Regions from separate parts of the Mus musculus genome. Here region 1 is linked to region 2. A link is a contact called in public HiChIP or PLAC-seq data. All regions are on one chromosome and are shown on one strand. Each heading gives the region's core, a stretch centred on a gene start, on an enhancer-like site or on the middle of the called end of the contact. The rest is flanking DNA. Distances are from core to core; before and after follow the strand shown.

Region 1 (7,475 bases), core at 2,209-4,708, 220 kb after region 2:
TTTTTGCCCCCCCCCCCCAACTTTTCAGGACGCTTGTCTTCAAAATTAATACATCCTTGAACTATCATTTTGCTTGAAAATGAAGACTGTAACTAGGGGCAGCAATATTTGGGAGAGATGAAAGGTGTACCACCCCATGAGAAGAGAGAGGAAAACAAACCACAGGAGAGACTGGATGGAAGGAGCAGCGGACCCCTGACCCCTGAGGTGCACAGTTTCAGCAAACAACGTACAAAGAAAAAGAGGACAGGGAAAATCCAAGTCTCTCAAAACCGTGCATGCCCTGTGGCCCCTGCATCTCCGTGGGCACCCAGGTACACATTTTGAACACGAAGGCAGTCGTACAAAGCCAATAAAGTACTCCATCTCCAGTGGCAGCGGAGCACGGGTGCTTTTCCCCAAAGTAGATGAGACATCAAGAGAGAGTGAATGACGAAAACCAGCAAAAGTATGAGTGAAAAATTAAATCCTATTTCTCAGAAGTTTAGACAATGAAAGCTGACAGGAACGCTAGGGGGAAAGTCACAGGGTCACCAAGAGTGTCACCGGGAAGGTCACCACGAAGGTGAATGTGACTCTTGCAAGCACTCGAGTTAGTGTAAGAATCTCGATTTCAGGGTTTGCGAATCAAACGCTCACAAGGGTTAAATTCTCCATTCACAGTTGGCTCTGTTTCTTATTTAAAACAGTAAGTTTTCCTTCAGCAGAGTCCTTCAGTGAAATCACATGATGGGGAAAGAGGTGGGACATCTCAAACGAAAAGCCAAGGGATGTGGGCAGCTTTGGCCGGTTGGGGTATTAACCAGTTTAGCATGGCTCAGCAGCTGTCTTAAGTGTTATGTCAACTATTATGACATAAGCTAAGGGTGTTGAAATATGAGGATGTGTGTTTTCTGACAGGGAACGGGTGACAATTTGAAGGGTCGGTTTTTTAACATGAGAGAAAAAAAAAGAGTAAGAATTCAGAACAGATTGTCAACCAACAGGACCGTGCAAAAGGGTTTATGTCATTGGGGAAAAGTTGGAACTCTTAAGAATTTTTAAGGAAACTACCATTTTCCTGTTATTTCAGAAATATCTGTAAATGCTAGTGTCTTAAAGGAGAAGCACAGGGCAAACTAAAGTATGTTTTCCATTCTTCTTTTGTTATTTATTCTCTGAAACTTCCTAATCCTGTCTCAGATAAAAGATGCTCACCCCTAAGTAAGGTTTCTGCTTTCATTTCCACCAGGGCAGCAATTCTGTAGGACATACAGGGAGCCTGAGATTTTACGCACCCAGCACCCAGATAAAATGTTTTTGGTTAAAAACTGTCCTTGCTTGATAAGATTATCCTATCCAGACCAAGAATTATCTGTCTTGGTCAAAAAGTCTATGTGGTATCAGCATTATTGTGAACGTTTAGGATTTTTCAAAAAGAGGATTTTAGGCCAATGTCAAAATAATAATGTTAACCTCAGGTAGAAGATATTGCTGTCTCATGTTTATTTGGGGTATAGCGCTTCATTGTAGAAGTATAAAGAGGCTTCTCGCTGGATGCATTTTAATCTGAGGGATGTGCGTGAGTGACTTGCAAAATGACCTATGCGTGGACGTCGGGGCATTAGACAAATCAGTAAATACATACGCTCTCTGTCACCAAGATTTTCTTTGTACCTCTGCTAAGGACAATGGTTACTGAAGTGGACACCAAAGTTAGTGCTGGGTGTTTTAAATGTCTAAACAGTACAAAGTTAGCCAGTCTGTCACGCTAGAAATTAGCCAAGAAAGTCTGTCATCATTGTCGGTTTCAGAAAGTGGACAAATATATGAAAGGATAGAATCAAATTCAGCAAAGGAAAGATGGGCAGGTAACTGAGCAGCCCGGAGCATGTGGTCACGTGACCCGGCCACGCCCACCGGCTTTCAGGACACTTACTTGAACAACGGAGTTCCACAGACAACACATTTATATATTCCAGGATCTTTGTGATGTGTGTACTCTCCTTCAAAGGCACTGATAAACGATAAACAGAGCGTCAAAAACTGTTAACAGAGCTAGTGTTACTTCTTATAGAACACACTGGTTTAAATACATTTCTCTGGTAAAACTTTCAAGGGTCTGGGGCCCTAAAATGAGAACAGACCAGACATATGGAAGCTTGAACAATAGTAATATACTTCGAATATATACATATATATAATAAAATGTGCATATAACTACTCCAAACTAGTACAGGTTAAGTCAAAATATCAAGCCATCTAGTAAGTAATACTTAGAATATTTTTCAAATTAAAAAAAAAAAAAAAGCCCACTGTTTGAGTCACATGAAGAACACTGTTACCTAAGATTTCCGCGGCCCCACACCATACAAGAGGGGGACCAGAAAATGTAGCAGGTCCCAAGTCTTCGAGTGGAAGGAGTCTTATTTTTTGGTTTGAAAAGGAATATTGCAGCTTTAAGGAACTGTTTTTCTAAGTTAGCGATCTTACAGGCGCGGAGGTCACTCGGTTAATGCAGATCAGCTGTGTCGCCCAACAAAAAGGCCGTGTGCTCTGCAGCTTGGTTTTATTATCGTTTCGTCCCTCTTTACGAGGTCCAATTTTTTTTATAAACAGAATTTTTTTTTTTTTAAAGAATGACCTAATCTCTGGTTGTTTGTGTGCATTAAATCATTTTGCTAGGGCATGCACACAACATTGGCGGGCAGAAGTCCTGGACCCTGTGATCCAGCCCTGCCGCCGCCGCTGGTACAAGGAAGGCACACCTTGTGAGAGAGCTTCATTGTTCAGTAAACTCAGTGAACAGTGGGGGCTGTGACAGGGAGAGCGTGCTGTCCATTAACAAGGATCCCTGTGTGGGAAGGAAGCTCTTTCAGATCTTGAATGGAAACACAAAGTCACATCACGAATAAACCTGCATCAGGGGGACCATTTACAGCCTCGTGCCGAGCCCCGTGGTATGAATTAGACAACAAAATCATTAGGCCTTGGCAAGTTACTTTTTCGCTGGAATCAGCTGAGAGAGATTTTATTTTATTCACTAAAAAACAGTCTTGGAAGTGAACGACTGCCCCCCCCCCCCAGGATGTAGGGCGAACTTCCAAGGACCAAAGCCATGCAAGGGCAGTTATTGAAAATTTTTGACATTCCAACCACAAATGAGCCAATAAATACTTTCTCCACATGTGCTTCAAAAAGAAATCCGAGTGGGGTGGAAAGGAACTAAATTATGCTACCTTCTTTTTGCAGCCAAAACGTCTATGCTTTACAATGCCACCTTCAAAATGCCAGCCTCCTGGCATAGCGCCACATCCCTCACAGTTTTCCTTGCTGTGATGTCGTCCAAAAAAAAAAAGGGGGGGGGGCACCCAAATCGCTATTGCTTCCACACATTTCACTGTAAACTAAAAACAGGCCCTTAGCAAAAGTCCCGTGGCTTTATATAGATATAGTTCGCTGAGTGGAGAGAAGCAGAAAAGAAACTCAGCTTTAACTCAAACAGTGCCATCTCCAGCCTTTTCAAAGACAGTCATTTGCAGGCCTTACCCAGCATGCATAGTTTCTTTAAAATAATCAACAGGGAAGAAGACTCCAAGGAGTGGGAGAAAGTGGTGCTTGCCTGCTTGCTTGCCTCCCTGCCTGCCCACCTGCTTGCCTGCTTGCCCGCTTGCCCACCTACTTGCTTGCCTGCCTGCCTGCTTGCCTCCCTGCCTGCCTGCCTGTTTGCCTGCTTGCCCGCCTGCCCACCTGCCTGCCTGCCTGCTTGCCTGCTTGCCCGCCTGCTTGCCTGCTTGCCCACCTGCCTGCTTGCCTGCTTGCCTGCTTGCCCGCCTGCTTGCCTGCCTGCCTGCCTGCCAGCTTGCCTGCCTGCCTGCCTGCCAGCTTGCCTGCCTGCCTGCCTGCCTGCCTGCTTGCTTGCTTGCTTTTATTACAGCACACATTACCTTTCAGTTCCTTTCTCCTGAGTGACATGGTACTGTAGGGGTGTCAGCCGCTTCCTCAGTTCCTGCTGGGAAAAGACCACCTTACAGTTCTTTTTATCCCTACATGACCCTGGAAAGAGAGGATATGGGAGAAAGAGCCATTTAGCCTGAATCCTAAATACTTGCTTTGGCTGGCCGCCACAGCACAGCCTCTACAGTCACTTGTCAATGACCAGAGAATCCCTAGCGGACCACAAAACCTTACCTGAGCTGCAGCCGGTCTCCAAGCTCCAACAGAATGCACTTTAAAAAGCCCCATGATTCCCCTGGCGCAGCAACAACGTGTCACAGCCAAGGCTTGTAGCAGGTGATATTAGAAACTCACTGGGAATTTGTTTACAAGATTGTAGCACATCCTTTATGCCACCTGATACCTTGAAACCCCTTTTAAAACGGTGGATTCAGTAGCATGCATGTATTTGCAGGTATGAAGTGATAGTGGACATACAAAGATCCACTGAATAATTTTGCAACTTGGTAGACTAGCTTGAGGCTGTCACCATGCAACTGTCAACCAAGATGACCACCTACCATCCAATTTATTTTTCTGAGGAACCTAAACATGTCTTTTTTTCTACAGTAGGAACTGCTGTTTTCTATGAGTCTGACAGACATTTAAGTAGGTTCTGTGTGGTCTTTAGAAATGCATGTTTTTTCTAAAGCCTGTGTCTTACCAGCAAGGAACTGCCAGGAGACTTCAGGAGAAGGTATTTACTTATACAAAGAGAGATTCAAGAATTCCAGATTAAGAAAAAGACAGAGACAGAGAGAGACAGAGAGACAGAGAAAGGCAGGAAGAAAAAGACACAGCCACATGGAAGCTGAGCGTGATTTTACTTCAGGGCTTGTGCGGTCCTGGCTGGGAGAGTTCAGCAGGGAGGATTTCCCTGATCTGAGTGATGAAATGATTCGAATGTTACTGACAGTGAAGGTAGTTCTATTTCAATAGGCACAGAGTGCAGCGAGATATTCAGACAACACTTGTTTATGTGCGTAGTTACTTTACCTGAGCAAGCAGCTGAGAAGAACAGGAGACAGGAGAGCCACTGCTCAGTGCAATTACGGGCCTTTCCCTGGCCATCCGTCATGGTAGGAAAGCTGCCTGCAGACAGTCCTCAGCACAGAGGTCCCCTAACAGTGTCTTGAAGTCAGCCTTGGTATCCTGAACATAAAATCCAACGTCTCCTGACTTGCCGATGGAAACCCTTCCCACTGTTTACTTTTAAGGCACCTAACACAGACTATGAGATTACTGAAGTTAAACTTGGCAAGAATTAACTAGCCAGCTATCCCGATTGTGGGACTGAAGAAGGGGCTATCAGCTTCTGGAACTAGGGCCACCTAGACAGAAAGCTGCTTCTCTACCAGAAAGCAGGGAGCCAGGAAAAGAGCAGAGTAGAGCCAACAGAAGATTACTATGGCCAGGCCGGCAGGAGTCACACTAACTTCTACCAACCTCCCCATCCTTCGTTGGTCTAGAAAGAGACCCAGGGACATAGGCACTTCAGCAATAGCCCTGAGGGCCTCCCACCTAGCTGAACCGCAGTTAACACCAGGCTCACTCACCCTGGGGGGGGTGGGGGGAGGGAGAAACCTGATCATTGCTGTCCAAAGCATAGACAGAAATGTCTCCCTTATAGTTGCCTGTTGAGCTTGAGTGAAGAGGGCCTCATCCTCAAACAATAGGCACCCTGAGTTGGGTGAGTTCCTGCTCACCTCCCTCACAGACTTCTTAAAATTGACTTTTGCTTTCATTGATGTCCCAGAAGGGTGCCGGCTAGTTTTGCCCCAAAGTCCATTCATCAGAAACTTAGTCTGACAAATTATCATGGTTAAAGTTATCGGTTCCAAAGGGCTTGATAATTAAGATCTGAACAATCAGAATTAAGCAAGTCTGTCGAGAATATTTTGGGTTAATACACGTTCATTCATACAAAAAGGCCAATTGTGTTCCCAACGTTGCGAGAGCTCAGCCACCCATCTGTATGTCATTTGGTCCAAGAGAAGCAACCGTGGGTTTAAATTACATGGTATTGGATTGCAATTCCCTAACACTGGATGCTTCTCTGCTTTTTTTTACCCTGACTCGTTTTACTAAGGAGTGTTCATTAAAAAAAAAAAAAGTAGCTTCAAGCACAGATGCTTACAAATCGCTTAGGTAAAGACGTCTCTCTCTTTTTCATTCTCTCTCACTCACTCTCTCAAAAAAATTTTTTTTTAAAAATCTCCTTTCTGAAGGAAAAGAATGAGACTGTTGGTCAGTATTGATGAACCCTATCATGTATGTGTAGGGGAGGGGGGAGGAAGGTAAAATTGAAAACATCTGATTGAAGTAAACAATGCAAGCATAAAAGCTTTGCTGGTGAATGGCGGGTATTGAAGAGTCCTTATTTCATAGATTAGAAATTACTTTTGATCTAAACACTCTTAAAAACAGATTGTTTTCCGCTACGAGCCCATCTCATTAGCTGTGCTACGGAGACCCCGTTTTAATGGTGAACTTTGAAAGGGACCCTCCGGACTCCTTTGTTAGTCCTCCTCGTGTGTGGAAGGGGGAAAGCTTTCGTCCCAGCTTCCTTTGTTGTCTTTCAAGACCCACGAAAGCAGTATTCACACACACATTTTGGAGGAATGTGCCCTATGTCACAGCCTACAAATTATTTGGTTTTGATGCACTTAAAGGTCATCTTCCACATTAGCGAAATTTTCCTACATCCTAGCTTCCCAACCTTAAATATAAATAAATGTTGCTTCCTAACTCTAAGCAAGGTTCACTCTCTGAGAAAGGCTGGCAATCATGTAAAGTGGTCCAACTTCAGGCACTTTTTACTCTTTGGTCATACCATTTAAAGCATACCTAATAGCGAAAGGAAAGACGTGCATATTAGAAACAACTCCTGCGGATTTTCGTATTACGCAACTCAATGAGAAGTTAGTCGGATTTTAGTAAAAGTCTCGCCACACCGTTCAGTGGCAATAATAGACGTCTTGGGCAATTGAAAGCTGTGTTGATGCATTAATTCTGCTAGCACAGCCAACACGGCATGCACAGAAAGTAGCTTCATGCCTGTCCTGGTCCCCTGCTCCCTACCAAAGTGACTGTGCTCAAGGCACATGGTGTCAGTGTGGACTCTGAAGACATCATTTCATTTTGCAATCAGAGCGTCACTCATTGGATGTCTGGTTCTCCTTTACCATCTTCTCTTAGGTACCGTAATTTTCTCATTACTCAGGGCAATTTAACATTAGTGTTATACGGCATCTGCTCAATGACTTCCAAATTGGCCTAGAAGGATGTCGGAGCGGGAGAGGTACCCCTTTCTTGAAATGTTTAATAGCACACTTTGAAGGCACAAGGCGGTGTGTGCACACATGCAACACGCTACGGTTAGGGGAATGATGTTACCCCCTGTATATTGAATCATAACCCATTCCCTGTAGTGTAATTGTTACATGGATCAGATACATCCTAAACCCAATCCAGACGTATTTAAGTACAGAAATATGCCC
Region 2 (6,728 bases), core at 1,817-4,316:
AGTCTTCCAAGGGAGACCTGGGTTGTTTGAGACTGTTGCAAGCAGGATGAGTACGGATAGCCATACATCTAAAGTTGTTACACAGTCTGGGTTTGTTTCTACGCAGAATCAGAATTAAGTGAGAGGAACAGGTGGCCCCTAAATTGTGCTCTGGGTTGCCTCTTGTCTCCCGACCCCTGAGACTCCGGAAAACCTCTTCATCGAATAAGCTTCCACCACAAGGTTGAGTAGTAGGAATCGACTGTAGCTTTTTCTATGTCTCATACGCATTCAATGCTGTTTTCAACAGGGTAGCATGCTGTTTATGTATGTCAAATACTGCAACCGCTTCCCCCTTTTAGAAGGTGGTGACTGTCAGCTGGGGCTGAGCTGTGGTCTCATTTAGTGCTGTTTTCTAACAGACTCTTAGATCATTGACTCTTCGACTTCTCATCTTCCTGTGCTGTGCAGAAGAGTGCTGCAGTCAATGGTAAGTACCACTCCTTAAACTCAGCGCCCCAGGGCACCACATCCTGCTCCCTCCCTCTCCCACAATGCCTCTCAGTGAGAGGATGAAAATGTCCCCCTATGAGGATGGAAACTTCCTTTTCTTCCAAACTATTTTCCCTCAGGTTTTACCTGGAAGCCCTGACCTACAGCTCTCACAGGCAAAGGGCACCCGAGGTGTCTACCTGCTTGAACACAGAAAGAAAAACCGGTCAACATCTCAAATTGTTACCCCGTCCCACAAAAGTGTTTTCTTGGGTTCAAATTTTTCATTTTGGGATCTAGGTGCAATGACCTGGACTCGTGGTAAATATATTTAGGGTGTTGGGAGTTTGGAATTTATTCTGGCTGAATCTGGTCACTGCATTTGCATAGAATGGCTGTCATAAAAAGGACAAAATGTAACAGATGCAGTGAGGGGGTAGAAAAAAAGGGGTGTATGCTGTTGGTGGGGGTGTGAACAGTATAGTCTGCTACGTAATCATAGTACTCGGGAAGCAGAGGCAGGCAGATCTCTGAGTCTACAGAGGCAGCCTGGTCTACAGAGCAAGTTCCAGGACAGCCAGGGCTACAGAGAAACCCTGTCTCAAAAGAGAGAAGAGAGGAGAGAGACAGAGAGACAGAGAGAGACAGAGACAGAGGGACAGAGACAGAGAGACAGAGAGAGAGAAAATGAACAATGTGGACATTCCTTAAAAAAAAAAACAAGACTAGAATCACCGTGTGCATCAGTGTTCCCACTATTGGGCATATGTCCAAAGAAAATGCAATCAGTGCGGGTAAAGAGACATCTGCATTGCTGTGTTCACTAAAGCATTACCCACAGCAAGTGAGAATTATGGAAATACCCTATGTGTCCACCAATAGAAGGGTGGACAGAGAAACTCTATGTACACACAAAGGAACATTGTTCAGCTCCAAAAAGAAAAGGAAATCCTGTCATTTGTGAGGACAGGGATAAACGTATTATGCTGTGTGAAGCAAGCCAGGCATAGGAAGGCCAAGAGCACAGCATCTAACTCACACGGGGACCGGAGAGACGAATCAGCAGTTAAGAACACTAGCTCTTCTTCAAGAAGAACAGAGTTCAATTCCCAGCACTCCCATGGCAGTATACAATTGTCTGTAACTCCAGTTTCTGGGGCTCCAACACTTATACAGACACATGTGAAAACAAAACACCAATGCATATTAAATAAAAATAAATTATTTTTTTTAAAAAATCCATTTTATAGACTCAGAGACCAGAAGGGAGCTTGCCAGGGTCTCAAATGGACTACGGGAGGCCAGTCAAAGGATGCTAGCTCTCTGACAGAAATCTGATAGATACCATAGTGACCGTGTTCAGTGACAATACTGTATAATTGAGGACTGCTTTAAAAAGAAAGATTTGGACTATTCTTACCATAAAAATAAAGTATGTGAGATAATATATATGACAATTTGCTACATTTAGGCATACCACAATGTTACAGTCAACACATCAGGTTGTGTACCATAACGATTTTGTAATGAGAAACTTTGTCAAACATATAATTTTAAAAGGTGCTTTAAAAAATTTTTCATTTTTGTGTGTATGGGTGTCTTGCCTGCACATAGGTCTGTGCATGGCATGTGTGTCTGGTGTCAGAAGAAGTCAGAATGAGGTATGAATACCCTGAGACTCGAATTAGAGACGATTGTGAGCCACCATGTGGGTGCTGGAATCGAACTCAGGTCCTTTGGAAAAGTAGCCACTTTCTTAACAACTGAGCCATTGGCCCCAGGAAAGATTCTTATGTTACGTGGGCTTGAACTGGAGGCCAGAGATTCTGCATTCTATCTCCTACTACTTACCTAGCCCAACAGGCAATGCTTGTGTTCCCCTCCTCCTGGTATCTCTGATATTAAGTAAATAGGACCTCTGCTCTCTTATCCTGAGAGATCATCGCAGTTTTCTCCTACCTGGTCCCTCCACCACCAATCTTACCCTCTCCTGTCTACTGTCTGCATTAAAGACACAGTTATGTGAGGTCCTTGATCAAACCCCTTCAGTGGACCCCCCCTCCCCCATTGCCTGGAGGGCTCAGTCAGAACTTTAAGACAGTAATTCACGATCCTTCTGATTGACTTTGGAATACATGTCAGGGGCTGATATTCCCAGTCATCTTCCAGATGTTCTCCTCTCTCCTTTCTACACTAAACATCATCATGAAGTTTGAAGTGGACATGATGGCAGCCATATCAGCATCTTTTAAAAGTCCTCAACAGTAGAGCCGCCCACGTGGCTAGCCCTCGTCAATGAGTGATAAACACAAGTGTCTTATGGCTGGCTTGTGCCTCTGTTTTTTTCTTGCCGCTGCTCAGGCATGGATGGGGTGAGGGGATGGAAATCTGCTGGAGCAGGAGGAGATCTGGGGTGAGAGCCATGGTGTGGTGAGAATGACTCTGAGAGTTTGAGCTTCATGTCCCCAACCTGCCCCAAGAACCAAGATCATGTGCATCTCTGACAAAGATCTTCACAAAGGCATGACTCTGACTCACTCTTCTTCCTGCTCTGGGCTACACCCATGTGGAACTGTGGCTGATGGCTCTGGCTGGGTAATAGGATTTCATGAGTCTGTATTTACTTCCTGCCGTCCCGCTGTTGCTTTGACTTTCACGTGAACTCTGTTGATTCAAAGCCCTCTTGGCATCTTAAGATTACTTAAGATTACTCAGAGGTAGGCAGTGCTCTCTATTTTACCGTTATTGTATCCATGTGTCACCTGTGTCCAGCAATGCATTCATAATAACTACTGCTAGATAGTTCAGCATATTTGAGCCTAAATATCTTACAAACTCTTGTCTCCAGCTAACCTCTTTGCCCACTGACTGCCCACAATTTCTTTACTATTTTTTAAAACATCGTAGACAATAAACTCCATCAGATCACGACTAGCTTTGTTTTGTCTTTGTATTTCCTGTGCCTGGTACGAAATCGGGCCCTTCGGAATATCAGCTACGTGAATGAACAAAAAATTAGAGTCGCTGGGTTCTCATTTTCTCTTCTGTAATACATTAGTGATAACAATCTCTATCCTATAAATGTTCTTTTTGTTTTGTTTGGTTTGGTTTTTGTTTTTTTGAGACAGGGTTTCTCTGTATAGCCCTGGCTGTCCTGAACTCACTCTGTAGACCAGGCTGGCCTCGAACTCAGAAATCTGCCTGCCTCTGCCTCCTGAGTGCTGGGATTAAAGGCGTGCGTCACCACGCCCGGCTCATCAATTTAGTTTCTATTGCTAGATAGTTCCGTATCTTGTTTCCAGGTAACCTCTTCTTCACCCACTGACTGGGTCAACTCCGTATAAATGAGTTGTACTTAAGGTAAAATACAAACAGTGACTATCAAGACAAATGTCTTTGTTGAAACCATCTGTAGGGACCTAGAACATAAGGCATGCTCTCTTCTCTTGCTCGCTGCTTGAGGACAACACGAAGTACTCTGAGTTGAATCTTGGTAGAGGTAATGGTGGCCTCAGGACATCTGGGAAAAATAGACTCCATAGAATAAAGATATACTCAGAGAATCTCTTGAGACCCTTCCCTTGGAGGATTCTCTTGGGATTCTGTTTTCCTCTTCGAACTGTTCCAAGCCCTGTGCCACCATCAGGTCATCTGCAGAGCCGGGTGTAATTCCAGTTCTGTGGGTTTGCTGCTGTCTTAAGACTTCCCAGCACCAGGGTCTCATGTCCTGGAGTCTACAAGACATCTTTTATAGCCATCCGTTTGTTCCCACCCCAACCATGAGATCCAGTGTTGGTTTTGCCTATATTTTCCAGCCCAAGAGTGGTAGTAATGAAGGGGGGTAGTAGGTTTAATGTCACCTCTTATATTATGAATCGGTGACATCAGCTTTTAAAACCAAAAGTATTTGTAAGATCTCCTTTTAAAGCTATAGCAGCTTTAACTACCTCCAGTCTTCCATTTAAACTGACTTCAGGGGGAAATGTTGGGTTCAAAGCAATGTCTGGGCTCTTCTCCTCTGTATATTTGCAAATGTACAAAGCTGGGTCTGTTATGTCCTGTCTGAAAGGCTATCTATTTGTACAGCTTTATGCATCTCTTCACAGAACACCCATGAAGTCACAGCTCATATTTCTGCTTTAAATATTCGATCTTTTGGTTTTAAACACCCATAAGGGTTATTTGTCAAAATGGATCTTAAACTTCGCCCCACAGTTCTGCAGCGGATCTTTAAAGTAATGCTTTAGGGGGGTGGGGAGGAAGGGGTGGGGGAGACGGGAAAAGTCGGCCATTCGGGAAGCATTCATTGAGTGCCAAGTACGTGCAGAGCATATGGTATCTAGTAATAGGTGCTGGAAGGGGGATAAAATAGAAATGGAATACGTGTTCTTGCTCTCAAGATAAAGGAGAGAAACATAAACACAGTCGGCTCAGGGCTGCATCCGGCATTTCAACCTTGTTTTCCAAAGATGTTTGTATGAAAATCAGGAGCAAACAACATGAGACATAAAAGAACATTTTAGCGGGACTGTGTGCGTGCTCATGTGTGTATGAGTGTATATGCACACATATGTATGTATATATGTGTGCACACATTCACAAGCATGTGTGTGCACATGTGTATGAGTGTGCACATGTGTACAAGAGTGTGTGTGTGTGCACGTGTGCACATACATATGAGTGTATGTGTGTGTCTATGTATATGAGTTTGTGGTTGTACATGTCTATGTATGTGCTTGTGTGTGCATGTGTGTACATGTGTGTGCATGTGTGAACATGTGTGTGTGTTTTCATGGGCCTGGGTTTGCCCTCATTCATGCACATTTGGCTGTGGGGCACAGAGTAGAGGCTTTGTGATTATAGAAATACGATTAATGATGTAAAAGGGAGTTATATGGTGTCCTCGCTGTGTTTCCTTTTGTCTTCCAACCCAATGCATCTATTTCATGTTCTGAGGCTCCCAGCAGCAGTCCCCGTGTCTCTCTTTGCTACACTGGGGCCATCACCATTCTGACCCTCGAATTTAGATTATTTAATTTGCCAAGTTTGCATTTCCTTTGGTCTTGGGTGAGGACAAACTTATCTCACTGCAGATGTTTACCATAGATCACTTTGGTTCTAAACTGCGTGGTAATAAGACACTTGGAAGATACCTGTCTGCCCTGTGTGGGACAGAGGCCGGTTTCTGTCAGGATGTGGCCATCCTGAGCTGGCTCATAGGAGTTCTCCTCCACCCTGATTCGTGCAGGGCTTGCAGAAATAAGCGGAGGTTCTCCTCGAGTTCCATGGAGACATGCCACAGTAGTGATATCACAAATGAATCCTACTTCTAATATCTGTGCGCTGATTGATAAAATTTTTAAGAACAATAGAACCCCACATTCATCATCTACTATTCAAAAATTCTCTCACGCCGTTATTATGATAGCCACTAAAGTAATGCATAGAAATCAATGAACACAATGCTCGAATCCCAGACGGCATTTAATACAATTTTAACTTCTGTGAGCTGAGGCAATGGCGGCTGGTAAGATACTTGTTGCACAAGCATGGATTTACAAGGCCGACCACCAGAACCCACAGAAAAGTCAGTGCTGGGCCAATGGCTCTGTGGACAAACTGTTGGCTACAGAAGCACACGACCTGGAGTTTTCACCCCCAGGATTCCCTCAAAGCCAGGCAGACGTGTAAGGAAGCAGAGGGTCTCTGGAGTAAGTAGGCTAGCTAAACTAGCCAGGACTGGTGAGGTCCGGGCTCACTGGGAGACCCTGCTTCAATAAAATAGAGAGCTATTGAGGAAGATATCCGGTGTTAACTTCAGGCCTTCATACAAGCACACACTCACACACAGAAACACACACTCACACACAGAAACACACACTCACTCACAAACATATATACACACTCACACACAGAAACACACAGTAACACTGACACACACACTCACTCACACAAGCACACACACACACACAGAAACAGACACAACCACTCATACAAATACACACTCACTCACACAAACACACACACACACACACAAACACAGACACACCCACTCACACAAATGCAGATACACCCACTCACTCACACAAATACACACACAAATACACACACACACACACAAATACACACACACACACACACACTATTTTAAAAAGCCAAATACTATGGCATGCACTGGGGAGACAGAGAGAGAAAGACCCCTTTGCCTGCTGGCAGTCAGTCCAGTCTAATTGCTGAGCTCAACGCTCAGCAAAAGC

What was found. HiChIP or PLAC-seq counts read pairs in DNA pulled down with a chosen protein or histone mark.
Region 1: an H3K27ac HiChIP or PLAC-seq map of embryonic fibroblasts shows a contact between it and region 2, with 2.7 times the contacts expected there. The contact joins two enhancer-like sites. A contact is called at or near these places in 6 of 484 Hi-C or Micro-C datasets (the HPC-7 cell line, embryonic fibroblasts, nephron progenitors and 1 more), 5 of 115 datasets of contacts at active chromatin or transcription factors (the NIH/3T3 cell line, embryonic fibroblasts, extraembryonic endoderm stem cells and 2 more) and 1 of 9 other capture datasets (embryonic stem cells).

Annotation. Positions count from the first base shown.
Region 1 is chr10:120,848,058-120,855,532 of GRCm38.p6, forward strand. Msrb3 (methionine sulfoxide reductase B3) reads right to left here. Exons shown (of 7, transcript NM_177092.4): 3 at 3,927-4,035; 4 at 1,919-1,996. Among named protein-coding and RNA genes, the nearest start is that of Gm15910, 5.8 kb to the right of the region's middle. Within about 2 kb of position 3,459, at least 38 of the 459 cell types and tissues checked have an H3K27ac peak or open chromatin away from gene starts, as enhancers often do. A contact at or near this core is called in embryonic fibroblasts, where this site is marked.
Region 2 is chr10:120,625,250-120,631,977 of GRCm38.p6, forward strand. No RefSeq gene overlaps it. Among named protein-coding and RNA genes, the nearest start is that of 4930471E19Rik, 7.5 kb to the right of the region's middle. Within about 2 kb of position 3,067, at least 70 of the 459 cell types and tissues checked have an H3K27ac peak or open chromatin away from gene starts, as enhancers often do. A contact at or near this core is called in embryonic fibroblasts, where this site is marked.